Regions from separate parts of the Mus musculus genome. Here region 2 is linked to region 1. A link is a contact called in public promoter capture Hi-C data. All regions are on one chromosome and are shown on one strand. Each heading gives the region's core, a stretch centred on a gene start, on an enhancer-like site or on the middle of the called end of the contact. The rest is flanking DNA. Distances are from core to core; before and after follow the strand shown.

Region 1 (3,410 bases), core at 700-3,199:
TGCTCCTAACTGATGGGTTAGAAAACTGGTTTTGCATATGTAGAACTATGCAAGAAAAACATCCTTTATATTTCAAACTAGGGTCTCAAAACAGGTCTTCATTTTCACTTTAACTGCTAGGAGCCTTGGAGGTATTAATTGATCTTCTAATCATAACAGATGGATGATGGAGATTTTTCTATACTAACTTCTGGGGGACTTGTTACTTTATTTGCATGTATAATGTCACTAAAGATTGCCAAAACATTCTCAGAATATCTAAGCTGTTTTACACTCACTTGGAGTAGACCAGAACTTCTTGTATCTACCAATACTCTAACTTTTGTGAATTTGGTAGTCATAAACTTGTTTTTCTTCCCTATAGAGCTAAGAGTATTCCCAGGGCCTTTGTACATACCAGTACGCACTCTAGCACGAGATTCCCAGACCCACACTGTATTTTGAAGACTAAGACCATATGGCTTCGCATACTGTTTGGACACTGAAACTACCTCCACCTTCCACCTTCACATATGTTGTTTCTATTGAGATGACTTTCCTAAAGACTGTATTTTCATTATCTGAATAGATTGGTCATCTGTTACAAATTACCCAATCAACTGACCACTTGCACCCTATAATTCTCTTAAGTTTGCACTCTAACTTTGCCTCCAAGTTTTCACCATTCCTGGATTGATGCGCCATGATTACATAACCAAATACCTACATCCAAACTTCCAGTTTTGAGAAAAGTTCCAATGTTGCCTTTTCTCTGTTGGACACTGCCAATGCTATAATGAGGCAGTAGCTATAAAGATGCAGTTTTACCAACAAGTTGCTAAGACCACTCCCCAGTGTTTGCTCCCATTCTACGTTGTCCACACTGGCCTAGAACTTCAGGATGGAACAAATCCTCTGGCTTCAGCCTTCAGAGTGGCTAGGAGCCACAGGTCGGTTCAACTACTTTCAGCTTTCTAGTCTTCCTTCTAAATGCCATTCTCTCCAACTTTTTACTTGGTTCCTACCAGTCTTGACGGTCGCATTTTTTTGTCCCACAATTTTTAAAGCTTCTTTATAACTTACTGAACACGTCTGCCACGGTCAGGATAGTCTTTGCTCCAGCCCAATCTAATTCTATTTTCTTTCCTTCAAGTAAGCATGCAGTAGGCGCAGATTCCAGAGCCAGTTCGAATACACATCCCTGAAGAACCGCCTCCGCTTTCCCTTCATCTACCGTCTCTTCTCTGCTAGATTAGAGTTCCTGCGGCTGAAGATAAACATGAGAGGTCCTCACACCGTCTCGACGAATGTAATGGACTTCAGAGCCTACGACCGCCACAGACAAGGCCCAGAAACCGCAGAACGGGAAGCGCTTCCTTCAGCTCCAGCTCCCGTACTACCCCGCGGCCGCGATGCATGCCGGGAACTCTAGGTCTCCGTACCCAGGCCGGCCAGACCGGAGGGATTCCCTACAGAACGCTCCGCCGCCCCGACGCCACTCCTCGGTCCCGCCCTTTCCGCTCCTCCTCGGAGAGCACACAGCCCCTACCGAAGCGATCCCGGGAGTGATGGATTCCGCCCCACACCGGCTTCCCGCCACTTCCTTCAAGCTACACTCAGCGGCTGGAAGAAGGCGGTAACACCGGCTCCTCCGAATCGACTGAGACCTGCCTCTGCGAACGAACGCCAAGGCGGGCTGGATCGCACTCCTGATTGGCTAGCCGTGGGTCAAAAGGAGCCACTGCGATTGGTAAAAGGAAGGCGACAAGGAGGGAAAGCTAGCTGTGGCCGGCAGGGATTGGCGGACGGAACTGGTCCTTCTCTCTGCGTTGGTAGGCGGAGAAGTAAGGATGGACCGACGCAGAGGCGCAACTCTTGATTGGTGGGTGAGCGGCCCCAAGGCGCCAGCGATTGGTGGCTGTCCGAGTACGCAGCGCTGATTGGACAGGAGTGGGTAGGCTGAAGGCCAGCTTTGAGTCCGCCCCGCCGCCTGGCATACTGGCGGAAGGGGAAGGGGGGCAGGCGCGGTGGGAAAGATGGCGTACCAGAGCCTCCGGCTGGAGTACCTGCAGATCCCGCCGGTCAGCCGCGCCTATACTACCGCCTGCGTCCTCACCACCGCGGCCGTGGTGAGCAGCTGTGGCGCCACATCCTCTTTTTCCAGGCTAGCTATGACTGCGTCTTCAGAAAACGGGTTTGGGCCGCGGAGAAGCCCAGTGGGTCTGGTCCCAGGGGTGGGTGGAGACATCCGGAGCTGACTCTAGGGTTTGGGATATTCCCAAGGGTGCCAAGCCAGTGACCTGAGAAGGGTGTGCCCCTTCGTGAAGGGCCAGGTCAGTTTCAGACAAATGAAATCCAGACCTGTAGTGAATCAGAAGTGCGGGAGCCGCCCACCCAAAAATGTGTCTGAGAGGTCCAGGTGACTAGTGGGAGTGAGGTCCGCTAGGTTCACAGACTATTATATTGAGTATAGAAATCTCGAGCTATCTGGAAACATCTTTCAAAAGACGGCCTATGGATATAAGTGTCTGGCCGCTTGTACCTATCCCTAATGGTAGCAGGGTCTTAGTTAAACCCCTTATTCCGAGTTGTCTCACCTAGCTGAGGTGGTGACCACGTGACGCACAGATTTGTAAAAGATGCTGTTGGCTTGTCTCTAAAATATGCTCACCCGCCTGCCTTATAGCATCCTCAAATATTGCAACATCAAACTGACATTGTGTGTTTATACAAAACGGTTGTGCAAATTCTAAAGAATCTCTTACCAGCTGTCACAAGCAAGACAGAAATGTATTCCAAGGGACAGAAATGATTAGATCTACTCATCCTTCGTGGTTCATGATGAAATTTTGTTTTGCGGTTGATCGGCTTCAAGAAGCTCTTTTTCCATTTCAGCAGTTGGAATTGATCACACCTTTTCAGTTATACTTCAATCCTGAATTAATTTTTAAACATTTTCAAGTAAGTGGTCTATATAGCAACTGTGATTAATGTTTTCATTATCTTTTTTTTTTTCGTATCGTTTAGTAAGTAGTAAATCCTGTGAAATAGAGTCTCAAAAAAAATAACCCAGTAGGGGAATCTCTGATTACAGGTCTTTTTGAGATGTAAAGAGGGCATTCCACAGCCTGGTTGGACTCTAGAATGGTTTGAGAGCTGCTAAGTATTTGGGAACTCCTTATATACCAAACTAGAGTTGCCAGGGGGGAGCCAGGTGCAGACAGAGCAAGCAGGAGGATGGCAGGTGCTGGATAAGCTTGAGCTAGAGAGAGAGAGAGACTGTCTTAAGAACATAATTTTTAGTGTGTCTTTGATGTGTTGAGATTTTATATTTGACTACAACTAGTTAAGAACTAATGTGGCCATAGTCCCAGCAGTCAGGAACCTGAGCCCACCTTGAACTACATACCAAGGAATTGTCTCAACACACA
Region 2 (3,648 bases), core at 422-2,921, 1.1 Mb before region 1:
ATCTTCTCTGGAGGAAATCATATCATAGGAGGCTTTGTTTACTTCTGTAATGTTCATAAACAATGTCTATTTTATAGTGAAAATAGCCAGGCAACAGAGAAGCAATCAACAGACAGCACATCCACAGCAGCTCCAAATAGTGAAACTTTATAGACTCAAGGAGCTGCCTGCTGGGTAGAAATAGGAGACTCAACCTAGAATTCTGCCAGAGGCCTGGGAGCTCGCCAGAATCCAAACATACATCCATGGGGGTAGTGGGTGGGGGAGGCAGGGAACCATAGTTTCTGAAATGAGGAATGTATTAGATAGGCACAATAGCAAGTTGGACACAATAGAAGGGAAACCTGGAAGCTTGGAATGTGGAACAGCGTGTGTGTGTGTTTGTGTGTGTGTGTGTGTGTGTGGGTGGGTGATGTGTGTGTGTGTGTGGGTGTGTTGGGTGATGTGTGTGGGGGTGTGGGGGTGTGGGTGATGTGTGTGTGTGAGGGTGTGTGTAAAGGCATAATTAAAGATGAACAGTGAACTGGGCAACTAGGCAATCATGTGAGGTTCTGCCTTGGGAAAGGAGAGTAAGAGAAGGATTCTGAAACAGTGTCCAGAGCGACAGAGCTGTCATCTCCATAGTAACAAAGGCCACGAAGACAGAAGAAGCTCTAAAAACCCCAAGTGAGTCTGAAAATATCGCCATATGATTTATGTATTAGTTATAGGTGGAAAATAGTAATTTATAAGGGAAGAAGCCTGGCAGACATAACCATATCTGAGTAGCGAAACTCAGCAGTCACCAGTGAAGGGACAAGCTCTGAGGGGATACAGCATCCCCCTTCTGCATCTGTTCCAGAACTATGCAGCTGACAGTGATTATAAGAGAATACTAAACAACCCAGGATATGAGGACAATGAGGGGAAAAAGCTTTACTCTCCAAAAAAATGTTCTGGTCTGAAAGAGAGACTGAGGAACGTATTTTAAAGGAAAGAAATCTTAAGAGACATGACAACTAAATAGCCTGGATTGGATCCTGGATTCTAAAAAGTTTTAAGGGCCTTATTTGGATGGATGTCAAGGTTTGAATAAAGTCTGTATGTAAGATTAGATAATGGTTTACGGTAATGTTACTACAGTTGTCTACACAGTGTCTTTTCTAGGACACACTGAAGTTCTTGAGGGATTCCAGGTTTTCAACATAGTTTCTAACAGTTCAAATAAAAAAGGATGTGTATTGTGTATACATGCATATGTTTATGTCAAGGTTTCTGGGATATGGAGGACCTTGCCCTTTCCTACAGAGAAAGCACGCATCTCCTCTGAGCTGGGCTGGACTGTGGCCAGCTTATTCATTTCCAGTCAGCTCTGATTTCAGCCATCTCAAGGGTGAGGTCCATTCTGCCTGTTTTGGTGATCCTGCAGGGCTTGGGGCTCTAGGTGCTACCATCTTAATATCTGGGAGAGCCAGGCCTCCCCCGCCCCCTCCCTTCTTTTTCTTTTCCAGAAACATCTTGGCTCTTACGGGCTTTTGATCTCCACACAGTTTCTGAGCTGATTGACTAGGTTTTCATGAATACTGAACAGCTCTGTGTTTGGCTGCCCACGCCTTCAGCTGTGTCCTTTGTCTTCCAGCTTTTCAGATGAGCTGGTAGATGAAGCACTGGGGGCCGTGGCTGCAGAACTGCAGGATGTGTGTGAAGACTATGCAGAAGCTGTGTTCACCTCAGAGTTCCTAGAGGCCGCTGCATGAGAGCTGTCCAGGCAGGGCCCTCAGATCACTGCCGGAGAGTCAGCGCCACCCGCTGTCAGCCCGTGGGGGAATCTCTGTCCTCAGCTGCCCACTGAAGGATGCCAGGGAGCTCACCCTCTCCTTGTCTTAGCAGTGCTTCTAGAAGTTATAAAAAGGTGGGTTACATTTGCTAGCGCCTGAGGAGCATGAGACAATTAGAAAGGTACAACATTTCAGAATGTATAATTTTCCTCTGACTCAGTTGGAAATCAAAATGTTTTGAAAGGTAATGGATAAAGATATTTCACATAGGGATTCCAGCCTCTGTTAAACCCATGGGGGTGGAGGGATCAGTGCTAATCCAAGTGCCGTTACTGTCTGGTCCCAGCACCTGGCTCCTGTTGGCAAGTGTGCTCATCACATTGTCACTGGTGGTGTCGCCTTCCTGGGCGGCAAGCTACATGGAATGCAGAGTGGTGGTGCCACTAAGCCTCTGCTCAGTGGCAGTGGAAGTGGGGAGCCCAGCGCACGGGCACACGGAACACACAGGCCCAAGCACACCTTGCTCCGTGGCTCTCACTTTCTAGGGTGTTTCACGTTCTCAGTTTCTCAGAGTCACTTATTGCTGTTTGGACACATGCTAGTATAAAAAGCATTTCTCTGAATATAGAAGAATTTGAAGACAGGCCTTCCCCATGCCAGCTCACTCCCAGAGAGCAGAAGCGTCTGCACCATGGAGCATCCCATCTGGAGGAGGGAATCAAGCCGGTGACTTGAGGACTTTGGGCTCTTCTGAGGACCAACGATGCTGCGTGGCCTTTGAAGGCTCTTAGGTCCCGGTGGCAAGGTCCTCAGGACTCGGGATTGAGAAACAGAAAAGGAATGTGCGTACAAATAGGCAGTCACCCGAAAAGACTTTTCCTGGATCCGTTTGCCTCAGCTATTTGTGGGAGGCTTGGTGAAGGAAGGGTAAGGAACAAAGGGAGAGACACCCAAGGACGAATGTGAGTCTGTTACCACAGACGCCTCGACATGGTCTCCTGGGGTGGTTTCTAAGGTACCTTCCTGTTTAATACTACATAACCTCGGAAAGGACATCAAGGGACTCATAGGTCTTCAGTCTGGAGAGTTAAACATGTACACTTGAACCGGTAGAATCCCTTGTCATTGGTAGTCCTCATTTGTCATTTGCGGTTTTTACTGTGCTGATTAAAAAAAAATAAACTCAGTATTTTAAATTGTGAACATGTCTATTTGAAGTAATTTACATCTCCTTTTTCCCACAGGTAATGTGAAATGGAATTTACAGGAACCACTGGGAAGGGAATACTTTTGTATTTGATATGAACATAGTAGACTATTTGCCACCTCAGAGAAAAAGGAATGCTAATAAAACCTAACATTTATTGAGCACATACTAGAGTATTGTACTAAAAATGTCCCCTGCATAACTTAATGTGGGGTGCACTCTGTGTGAGAGACACCACCACACCCCCATTGATAGATGAGAGCAGGAAGGGAGAATCTGGGCCATCTAGCCTGATGTCATAAGATAGGCCACGGTCATGGAGTCACTCTCCCATGAAGATTACTGTGTCATGTGCTCCTTCCTCTCCCTGTCCCCACTCAGTATCCTAGACACTGCCTCTGGAGCAGAGCCTTTGCTGAGTACGTCCTGCTGTAGCCTGTTCTTACAGGTCTGACCCAGCCTCCTATACCAGGTGACCCTCACTAGCTCAGGTGGGTGAGCCTCATCCCTGCCCCGTGTCCAGGGTCTGCTTCGGAGCCCAGACTTGCAGTCACAGTGAGACAAAAGTGAGCCACAAGAAATAAGAATTTGGAAATGAAGATTAAATCCTCCGACTCTCTTAATGTTCCTGCATACAGCCTTGCAGCCAGAGCACTAGAATGTTTGCTGCGTGAACTAAGGCTG

The links. Promoter capture Hi-C pulls out the DNA fragments that hold promoters and counts their contacts.
Region 2: a contact with region 1 is called in a promoter capture Hi-C map of hippocampal neurons, with 5 times the contacts expected there. The contact joins the enhancer-like site here to the promoter of Derl2 in region 1. A contact is called at or near these places in 2 of 39 promoter capture datasets (embryonic stem cells and hippocampal neurons) and 3 of 115 datasets of contacts at active chromatin or transcription factors (embryonic forebrain, embryonic midbrain and embryonic stem cells).

The regions. Positions count from the first base shown.
Region 1 is chr11:71,017,842-71,021,251 of GRCm38.p6, reverse strand. It overlaps Derl2 (Der1-like domain family, member 2), which reads left to right and starts at 1,949. Exons shown (of 7, transcript NM_033562.4): 1 at 1,949-2,108; 2 at 2,875-2,940. The coding sequence starts at 2,016. It overlaps Mis12 (MIS12 kinetochore complex component), which reads right to left and starts at 1,641. Exons shown (of 3, transcript NM_025993.3): 1 at 1,063-1,641.
Region 2 is chr11:72,153,409-72,157,056 of GRCm38.p6, reverse strand. 4933427D14Rik (RIKEN cDNA 4933427D14 gene) reads left to right here. Exons shown (of 19, transcript NM_001361564.1): 19 at 1,619-3,128. The coding sequence ends at 1,736. Among named protein-coding and RNA genes, the nearest start is that of Pitpnm3, 19 kb to the right of the region's middle. Within about 2 kb of position 1,671, at least 47 of the 459 cell types and tissues checked have an H3K27ac peak or open chromatin away from gene starts, as enhancers often do. A contact at or near this core is called in embryonic forebrain and hippocampal neurons, where this site is marked.